3 separate regions of the Anas platyrhynchos genome follow, and all the other regions are linked to region 1. Evidence: chromatin contacts called from public Hi-C data. All regions are on one chromosome and are shown on one strand. Each heading gives the region's core, a stretch centred on a gene start, on an enhancer-like site or on the middle of the called end of the contact. The rest is flanking DNA. Distances are from core to core; before and after follow the strand shown.

The links. Hi-C and Micro-C count contacts between places; a contact is called where the count stands out from the background.
Region 2: a Hi-C map of subcutaneous adipose tissue shows a contact between it and region 1, with 2.3 times the contacts expected there. The contact joins the promoter of TBCE here to the promoter of TARBP1 in region 1. A contact is called at or near these places in 2 of 8 Hi-C or Micro-C datasets (liver and subcutaneous adipose tissue).
Region 3: a contact with region 1 is called in a Hi-C map of F1 follicle, with 4 times the contacts expected there. The contact joins the promoter of GGPS1 here to the promoter of TARBP1 in region 1. A contact is called at or near these places in 2 of 8 Hi-C or Micro-C datasets (F1 follicle and skeletal muscle).

The regions. Positions count from the first base shown.
Region 1 is chr3:26,724,849-26,727,714 of IASCAAS_PekinDuck_T2T, reverse strand. TARBP1 (tRNA guanosine 2 -O-methyltransferase TARBP1) reads left to right here and starts at 1,482. Exons shown (of 30, transcript XM_038176924.2): 1 at 1,482-2,395; 2 at 2,520-2,617. The coding sequence starts at 1,531.
Region 2 is chr3:27,083,124-27,085,989 of IASCAAS_PekinDuck_T2T, reverse strand. It overlaps TBCE (tubulin folding cofactor E), which reads right to left and starts at 1,368. Exons shown (of 16, transcript XM_072035583.1): 1 at 1,145-1,368. The coding sequence starts at 1,229.
Region 3 is chr3:27,056,284-27,059,149 of IASCAAS_PekinDuck_T2T, reverse strand. It overlaps GGPS1 (geranylgeranyl diphosphate synthase 1), which reads right to left and starts at 1,423. Exons shown (of 4, transcript XM_027453758.3): 1 at 1,291-1,423. It overlaps ARID4B (AT-rich interaction domain 4B), which reads left to right and starts at 1,585. Exons shown (of 24, transcript XM_038176159.2): 1 at 1,585-1,664.

The DNA.
Region 1 (2,866 bases), core at 233-2,732:
TCTGTGACATCTTCCCGGAGAGCAGTCTGTGACCATTTTCGAAGTGCTGTGAAAAAAAAGATAGAAATTAGAAATTACACCCCCTGGAAATCAGCCTGCTTTCCTTTTTCCCTTTTGGCTACATCAAACTGCCCTGGTCCCCACGCCAGCTGCTGGCACACAGCTAAGGAGCTAACGGCATGGTGCCAGTGCCCTGTTTTCCTACAGTTTTCCCGGGGCAGATGCAGGGCATTCAGGTAGGCTTCACAGCCACGACTATGGGTCAGATCTTGAAACTAGAAAGTGTTTTATGGGGCAGATGAAGGGCTCTCAGGTAGGCTTCATGGCCATGATCATGGGTCATATATGGAGTGGTAATTCATGTCGAGAAGATGGTTGATATTAATGAAGAAAGGGGAGATGTGCGAGTGTGGCCATGGGGGTTGGCAAGCCCTGTGGTTGATGATAACATTAGACTCTGAACGATGAGGTCATCAGGAATGTAAAAGAGTTTAGAAGGAACAAAGAAGGGTGATTCAGGAGACTCTATGCAGTCTTGGGTTGCTTGTTCTCCAGAGGTTGAGGCATGGAAGTTTCTCTGTGTTTGCTGTTGCTGTTATATGCAAAGTTGTTTGACCGATGAAAAGTTGTTTTTGAAAAGGACTGCTGTGGGGAGAAGGGTATACGAGAGAAGCCTGTTCTCAAGAAGAAAAAAAAAAAGAAAAGAAAAGAAAAAAAAGACTGAAAGTCTGCTACGCCATGGGCCCCTCTGCCGCTACAGCCATCGCAGGCCTTTGCTGTTCCGCCCCCTGGTGACCTGGACGTGCCTTTTGACCCAGGCCTATTGGCCTTGAAAAGGAGATGGATATGCTTTTGTTCGATCCAGGAAGAACGGGATACGTAAGGCCCAAAGGCCGAGTTGCTTGACAACTTAAAGCGAGACATATTGTTCAAAGGGAATGGAAAATGGAGACTTGTTTGTAATCAAGAAAAGGAATGGAAAATGGAGACTGTTCAGTCATGGAACTTAAAGGATTGTTTGTTACCTTTTCTGATTGTATGTATGTATAGGCGTACTTGGGTTTAGTATGTAAAGCAATGTTCTGTATGTTTAGAATGTTTGATGTTCATGTGTGCGTGTTGGTAGAGCGTAGACTCCCTGCACACCCAGCACTGTTTACTTGCCTTTTATACCTTTTAGAAATATTCTTTTTATAAATATTACTACATTCAGATTGAGACTTCATTTATAACAATGGCCACGATCACGGGTCAGGTCTGGAAACTAGAAAATACTTTATTTATTGGAACAGACGGCAACAGCAAGCACGGGCGAACACCACACTTTGCGCACTACACCTGGTGGGAAGGAGACCCCCACCCCGTCCCCAACCCCTCCCGCTGCCCCCCAACATGGCGGCCCCTCCCTCCCTCCCCTCAGCGGGACGCAGCGGCCCGGCCCCGCCTCCCCACCCCTCCGCACCGGGGCCGCGCCTGCGCACCGGCCCCGCACCGAGCCGAGCCGCACCGCGCCGAGTCCCCTCCCTCAGCATGGAGGTGGTGCTGGCCGACGCGCTGCTGGCCCGCGGCGGCGACCCCTGCGCGCTGCTGCGGGCCGTGTGCGCGCCGCTGTCGGCCGAGCGCGCGGAGGCGCTGCGCCTGCTGCTGCAGCGCCTGGCGGCGGCGGCCGAGGGCGAGGGCGAGGGGCAGGCGGCGGCGGGCGAGGCGCTGCGGCGGGCAGCCTGGGAGGTGGCGCTGGAGCGCTGCCGGCCGCTGCTGCGGCTCGGGGAAGGGGCGGCCGGGGGGGCGGCGTGCGCCGAGCGGCTGCGGCTGTGCCGGGCGCTGCGGGGCGCGCTGCGGCACTGCGTGCAGCTCTGCGGGGCGCCGCTGGCCGCACGCCTGGCCCGCGACGCGCTGGCCGAGCTGGAGGGAGGAGGAGGAGGCGGTGGGGCAGGAGCCGAGGCGGCGGTGGAGGCGCTGGCGGCGGCGGCGCCTTGGCTGGAGGAGCCGGCGCTGGTGGCGCGGAGCGTGGCGGCGGCGCTGGCGCTGCTGCGGGACGACGGCGAGGCCGAGGCGGCGGCGGCGCTGGCGGCCGGGCGGCTGCTGCCGGCGCTGGGCGGCAACGGCGAGGCGCTGGGCCGCGTCTGGGAGGGGCTGCTGGGGGCCGGCGGGGAGCCCCCCGGGGCCGGGCGGGCGCTGCTGGCGCTGAGCGCCCTGTGCGACGCGCTGCTGCCCCGCGGCGCCGCGGCAGGGCCCGACGCCAGGCTCTGCCCTCGCTTCTGGAGGCTGGTGCAGCAGGGGCTGGCCCGCGGGGACGGGCTGTGCCGCAGGAGGGCCCGCTACCTGCTGAAGAGGGCCGTGGATCTCTGCGGGGGGCAGGCAGCCTGCCTGCGCTGCCCCCCCGACGGCGGGGACGGTAAGGATGGGGGGGAGGCACCGCGTCGCCTCCCGGCCCCTGCTGTGTGTGTGGCCCCCTCCCCGGAGGGCTCCTGTGGCACCGCCTCAGCGCGGTGTCAGCGAGCTGTCTGCGTTGCCTGCAGAGCCCAGCCTCTTCTGGTGGTCTGCCGAGGAGAACGAGGCGCTGCTGCGCTTCTGGGAGACCTACATCTTGGTGCTGGAAACCCTGGAGGGAAACCAGGTGAGGGCGCCGGAAAGCCTGGGGGCAGCTCCTGCGCCATAGCTTCTGGCCCCTACAGTATAAGCATTTACAGTTTGGGCCATTGAAGGCGTTTAAGCATCGTCAGGCATGATTCATTTTGAATTTTAATCTTTAAAATGCAGCAAGCATAGTTTGGAATGCATTCCCATCTCTCTCTGAAATCTGGTTACGGCTGTGCATTGAACTAAGGAAGGAAAACCCAGGTTGCAGCTTATTGCAAGACCCGTT
Region 2 (2,866 bases), core at 119-2,618, 360 kb before region 1:
TGATGTCCAAACTGAACCTTTCAAGACACAGCTTGTGGCTGGTGCTCTTTGTTATAAAAGAATTTGGCTTTGTCATCTTCGTTACCATCTTTCAAACACCCATAGGCCACTATTTGATGTCACCTAACTTCTCTTCTTTACCACGCTAACCAAGCCCAGCTCCCTCAACCTCTCTTCACAAGACACGTTATCCATGTCCTTGACCCCATTGGCAGCCTGGATTCTCTCCAGTTTAAACTGGATTCTCTCCAGTTTATCCGCATCCTTCTTGAACTGGGATAACCCAAACCAGACACATTATTCCAAGGGCAACTTTATCTAGAACTTCTGCCCTCAGAGGGGAGACAACAGCTTCCCTTAATTTGTTGGCCATGTTCAGCATTTTAAGGTAACCCAGTAACATGGGCTTATTTCACACTACATGCAGAAATTCATACTCCTGGAATTTCTTAGGCCCACTCCTAAAGTTCACAGAGCTTGCTCTGGATTGCAGTTCTGCTTTTTGTTACATCAGCCAGCTAAGGGTGATCTGGGTTTTAACTTGGAAGCTAGATAAACAGAAGGTGGATGAAGGACTGTTACGTGGGTTGGTTTTTGTTACGCCAGCCGGCTGAGGGTGATCTCTGTTTATTACCCATGACACTGACGATGACATTGAACAGTACAGACCCCAGAATTACTTCTGGGTTTCCTGTACGTTACAGGTACCAGTTACAGGTACCAGCCAGATATCACGTCATGGATTACCATGCTTCTGCCTGACCGACCCGCAGACTTTCAGCCCACTTCACAACCCTTCCATCTGCCTTGGATTTACCTAGCTTCCAAGTTATACTTTTATTCGAGACTGTGTAAAAAGCCTTATTAAACACACAGGATACTATATCCCCCACATGGTTTGCCCACGTTCCCCATCTCATCACCACAGAGGTAACCAGGCTGGCCAAGAACGACCCATCCCTTCCGACCACCATCCCCAGCTGCCATTTTGTCCCTCGCACACCTGGAAACAGGCTCCTGGGGCACAAGCTCCGTGCCTTTAGGGGCTCTGTGGCGAGGCTGAGGAGCCCACAGCTCCCCGGCCACCTCCCCCAGCAGCCGCCGCCTCCCGCCCGCCGCGCGCTGCCCGTTGCCGCCCACCTACCCGCCGCGCCGGGCAGGCCGCCGACGTACCGCACGGTCGCGCGCTCCGCGCCGCACAGCACCCTGCGGCCCAGCGCCTCGCTCATGGCGGGCAGGGCGGGGGCAGCGCGCGCAGCACCAGCAGGAGCAGGAGCAGGAGCAGGGGCGGCAGCAGCAGTGCACGCAGCGCCTGCGGGCCCCGGCGCCTTCCGCGCTGCGCAGCTTGGCAGCGCCCGCCCCGCCCCGGCGCGGCCGCCAATGGCCCGAGGCGCCTTGGCGCCCGCGCCGTGTGGCGTTCTGGGTAGTGTAGTTCAGCAGGGTAGGGGGTTCTGTGTGGGCTTCGTGTGCGAGGAAAGCAGTGAAAATAAAAATAATAATAAAAATAAAAAAGCAATGTAAAAGAAAAGGGGAAAAAAAAAAAACAACAGAGCCAAGCAGCACAGGTCGGCAGGCACCGACCGTTGACAGTGAGCGGGTGGCTTTCAGGGCAAAGCAGGGGCTGGAAGGAGCGAGCACAGGCATTGCTCAGCACAAGGGCGAGGCAGGCGGAGGACAGGGCAGGACAGGGCAGGACGGGAGGAAGGGAAGGAGAATGGGACAGGACAGAGCAGGCTGCCTGGCTGGGGTGCTCTGCAGGGAGACAGCGCTGGGCCCTGCTGCCACAGCCCTGCTGGCGCGGGGCCTTTGCCTGTGTGACCTGGCGTGAAGCAGCCCACACGCGGCACACCTGGTGCTGTGATGTTGGTTACAGGCGTCTGATAACACTGCTGTATCGCAGCCGCACTGAGCTGTGTGGCACAAAGCAGCTGCTCTCCAGAGGGGCCTGCCAGTGAAGACCTTTGTGCCTTCACCTAAAAGCTTTCTTTGCCAAAAGTAGGTGAGTTTTCCAAGGCCACCTGGTATCTCTGGGGTAAGTCCAAGTCCATCTTCCACACCTTTGGTGGTGGTGCCCTCTCACCCAGTGCTCCGTCAGCTCCCACAGAGGGCACCCTCGGAGCAAGGCTGTCCAGTTTTCAGTGGTGCAGAAGCCATCTACACAGACCGTGGTACCAGGGTGACAGCAAAAGCAGTATCACTAAGTCCTCTTGCTCTTCATTTTTGACTTGTTCACTGCTCCCGAGTGCAAAGCTGAGAGCATGTGTTAGTGTGAGGAGTTGAGCTTCATCTTGCTAATTAGTGTGAAATAGAGTTATTTTTATTTTTTTTTTCTCCCTCTTTATCAGATATGCTTGTCTGAATCACCAAAGAAAAGGCATTTTCTGTCAGAAAGGAATCGGGGTGGCCAGACCTGTAATTGTAACCAATCACTTTTCTCTTGGCTTTTATGGCTTCTTTGGGTTTTTACTTACATCAAGAATTTTGACCTTTAAAACAACTAAATAAAAAAGTCAAAATGTTTAGTAAAACCTACTTTCTTTCACACGCCTACAAAGCAGTACATTGCACTGTCCTGCTCAGTTTTCTAGCTGGCTGCTACTCGATGCAGCAGTTGCAGTATTAGCAGTACATGTTCTTGTAAAGGGAGCGTTCCCTCTGCTCTATGTCCTTCCCCCTGCAAATTTCTTTCTCAAAATTCCCCTACTGTGCTTCCAACAGCAGTCCCAACAATGTGGAACATTCTTAACTCCATTATTAATAGTACTGCAAAGCCAGTTGCAATATTTTTATTAATCCTTATGAATTATTGTCAGGCTGTTTTCCTAAATTACACGTTTATTTGGAACAGCACTCAGTATGCTGAATA
Region 3 (2,866 bases), core at 174-2,673, 330 kb before region 1:
CTCCAGGGACAGGAACTGCTTGCAAGCTAGGGCTGCCACTAAGAACACCAGCTGTAAAACTGCACCCCTACACATCAAGCGTAAGTCTCAAAGGATTTCAGTGAGGAAGTGAAATAAGAAATGCTCATCACAGCCCATCCCTGGATGTTTTAAGAAGAGATGCTCATAGAGCTGGATATAGAGACACTATCAAGTTAGCCACCCTCCCGTGACAATTAATCATCAAAAAAACACAGGGAGAGCTTAGAACTGAAGGTGCTCAGCTAGGGGAGATGTTGGGGTTGAATTCCTTCTCTGTGAGGGCTTCCCACTAACACTGAGCCTACAAGGGTTGGGCTGTTAGCACACATTGTAGCAGCACAAAACAAAGAATGTGAAGATTACTCACCGGTCATTGCCCTGACAAAGTTCTTAGAAGTAAATGTTAGAGCTCTTCCTCCCCCCTCAGGGAACGAGGAGGTTTCTTCCCTGTCTATAGGGCACTAACATAGTACTCAAAAATCCCCATCCAACTGAAAATTGGCTGGTATCACACAGCAAACTGAATCTACCTTTCAGGCACTACTACCAGGAATCCTCCCAAACGCTGCTCATTGCAAGATAAATTAACCAGGCACTTCTCCCACAAATGCCAAGAGTTTATCATTGTTATGATTAAAGCAGAAAAGCATTACAGCTTACAGCTGAGCTTCATTTTTTGTTTTTAAATAGAGCAAGAAAAGGCCTGCCACTGGTGGCAATTTGAAACCACGGTGGTTAAGCTTTCCTGGGCTGTTTTGCTACCTGAAAATGACCTAAGGAAATTATTGTAAGAAAGAGAAGAGAGGTGATCCCTCATAAGAGGGATCCACATGTCTAAAGTACCCACAGAAACAAGGACGGTGAGTCCCAAAACTTATAGGAAGAAGGGAAACTCGATAAAGACACCTAAATGAAGGCACCTACAGGGGTCTATACGGCAGAATACCGTTAAGTATGAGGCTGCAAAGAGCAGGAACATGACTGAAGTTACCACACTTCACACACCTGGTACGGAGGTTCCTGCCCGCAGGGCTGCCCAGCTCCCTGCGGGATCTCAGCAGCCACAGCAACTTTCCTCAGCCCCTCCCGAGGCGCAGGGGAGCCGCAGGCCCCCAGCCGCCCCCCCCAGGGCTCCGCGCTCCGGCTCGGGGCTCCCAGCGCCATCTTAGGGCGAGGAGACCCCCTCGGGGCCCCCCCCAGGACCCCCTCTCCCGAGCCACCGCCGCCAGCCCCGGCTCCCCGCAGCGCCCCCCGCTCCCCGCCGCTCACCTCAGGCCGCCGCCAACCCGCGCAGCCCCGCCCCGCCCGGCGGGATGGAGGGGAGGGAAGGGGGGGGGGGGGGGGGGGGGAGGCAGCACCGCCCCCTTCCGCCCCGCCGGGCGCCACCTTCGCCTCTTGGGGGAAAATGCGCCACCGGAGCCGCACCGCGCATGCGCCGGCCCAGCCCCCTCCTGCCATTAGCATTCGGCTGGGGCCCCGGCCCCGCGCGGCGGCGGCGGCGCGCGGTGCGCGCTGGGATGTGTAGTCCGCGCCGGGAGCCCACTGGCTGAGGGAACCCGGGGAGGGAGGCGCGGGGGGACTGCGTTACCCGTGAGGCTGCGCGGCGCCGAGTCTCAGTTTCCATAGAAGTGGAGAAAAATGACGTCAGTATTTCCGAGGCGGCGGCCAATGGGGCCGGGGGGGGGGCGGGCCGTGCGGGCCGCGGCCCAATGGAGGTAGGCGGGGAGAGGGGCGTGGCCCGGCCCGCCCGGCCGTCAGTCAGTCGGGCGGTCGGTGCGGGAGGGGGAGGGGGAGCGAGGCAGGGGGAGCGCAGCGCTCAGCGCCGCCGGCTCCGCGTCCGCGCCCGGGTGCGGGCGGCACGGGGCGGCCCCGCCGCGCGAGCACAGCCCCAGCCGTTGGCGGAGCGGGGGCCGAGGGCGCCCGACGGGGAGACGGAGCCGCGGGCGGCGGCAGCAGCAGCAGCAGCAGGAGGAGGAGGAGGAGGAGGAGGAGGCGGCTTCGCCCCGTTCCCTTCCCTCCCCCCCGCCGCGGGTCGGGGGAGTCGCGGGCGGGCGCCGCGGAACAAAGGTACCGGCGGGCGGGCGGGGGGCGAGCCCCGGGCCCCACGGCGGGCGGCAGGGGGGGGGTGTGTGCGTGAGGGGGGGGAGGCGGTTGTTTTTCTGCGCTCGCAGCGCGGCTGCGGCGGGACTCGGCGGCGGGGCGAGGGCGATCGGCAGCCGCCTGCTTGTGTCCGTGTCCCCCCCCCCCGTCCCTCCCGCCCCGCTCCGCTCCGCTCCCTTCTTTTCTTCTTCTTCCTTTTCTCCCCCCCCCCCCGCCCGGCCCCCAGACGGCCGCGGAGTTGCGGCTGTTGCTGCCGAAACTCCGGCCGCGGAGTCAGCGCTTTGCTTGTATTTGGGGAGGGGGGGCACGGAGAGGGAGAGGGAGAGGAGGGGGGGGGGGGGGGGGAGGAGCCGCCGCGATCCGGAGCCGCCGCGATCCGGAGCCGCAGCCCCGTACAAAAGCGGCTGCACACCCCCCCCCCCCATGTCCCCCCCCATCCTGCTGCCCGCACTCTTCCTCGTACAATGGAGGCAGGGCCTCCCTCCCCTCCCTCCCCTCCTCCTCCTCTCCCCCAGCCGCCAAGTGCGGGGGTCCCGGCGCTGAGCTCACCCCCCCCCCCCCTTATACCCCCCCCATCCCCTCCTTCCCCTCCCGGCAGCGGGCGGGCAGGGGGCTGCAGCCCCGCGGGGGGCGGCCCCGAGGCCGTGCTTTATCCCCCCGTTTCCCCCCCCCCCCCGGCGCCGTGCGGCGGGTTGTTGTTGTGGCAAGTTTCTCCTCCTCTGACAGAAATGGCGTCAGCGGCGGC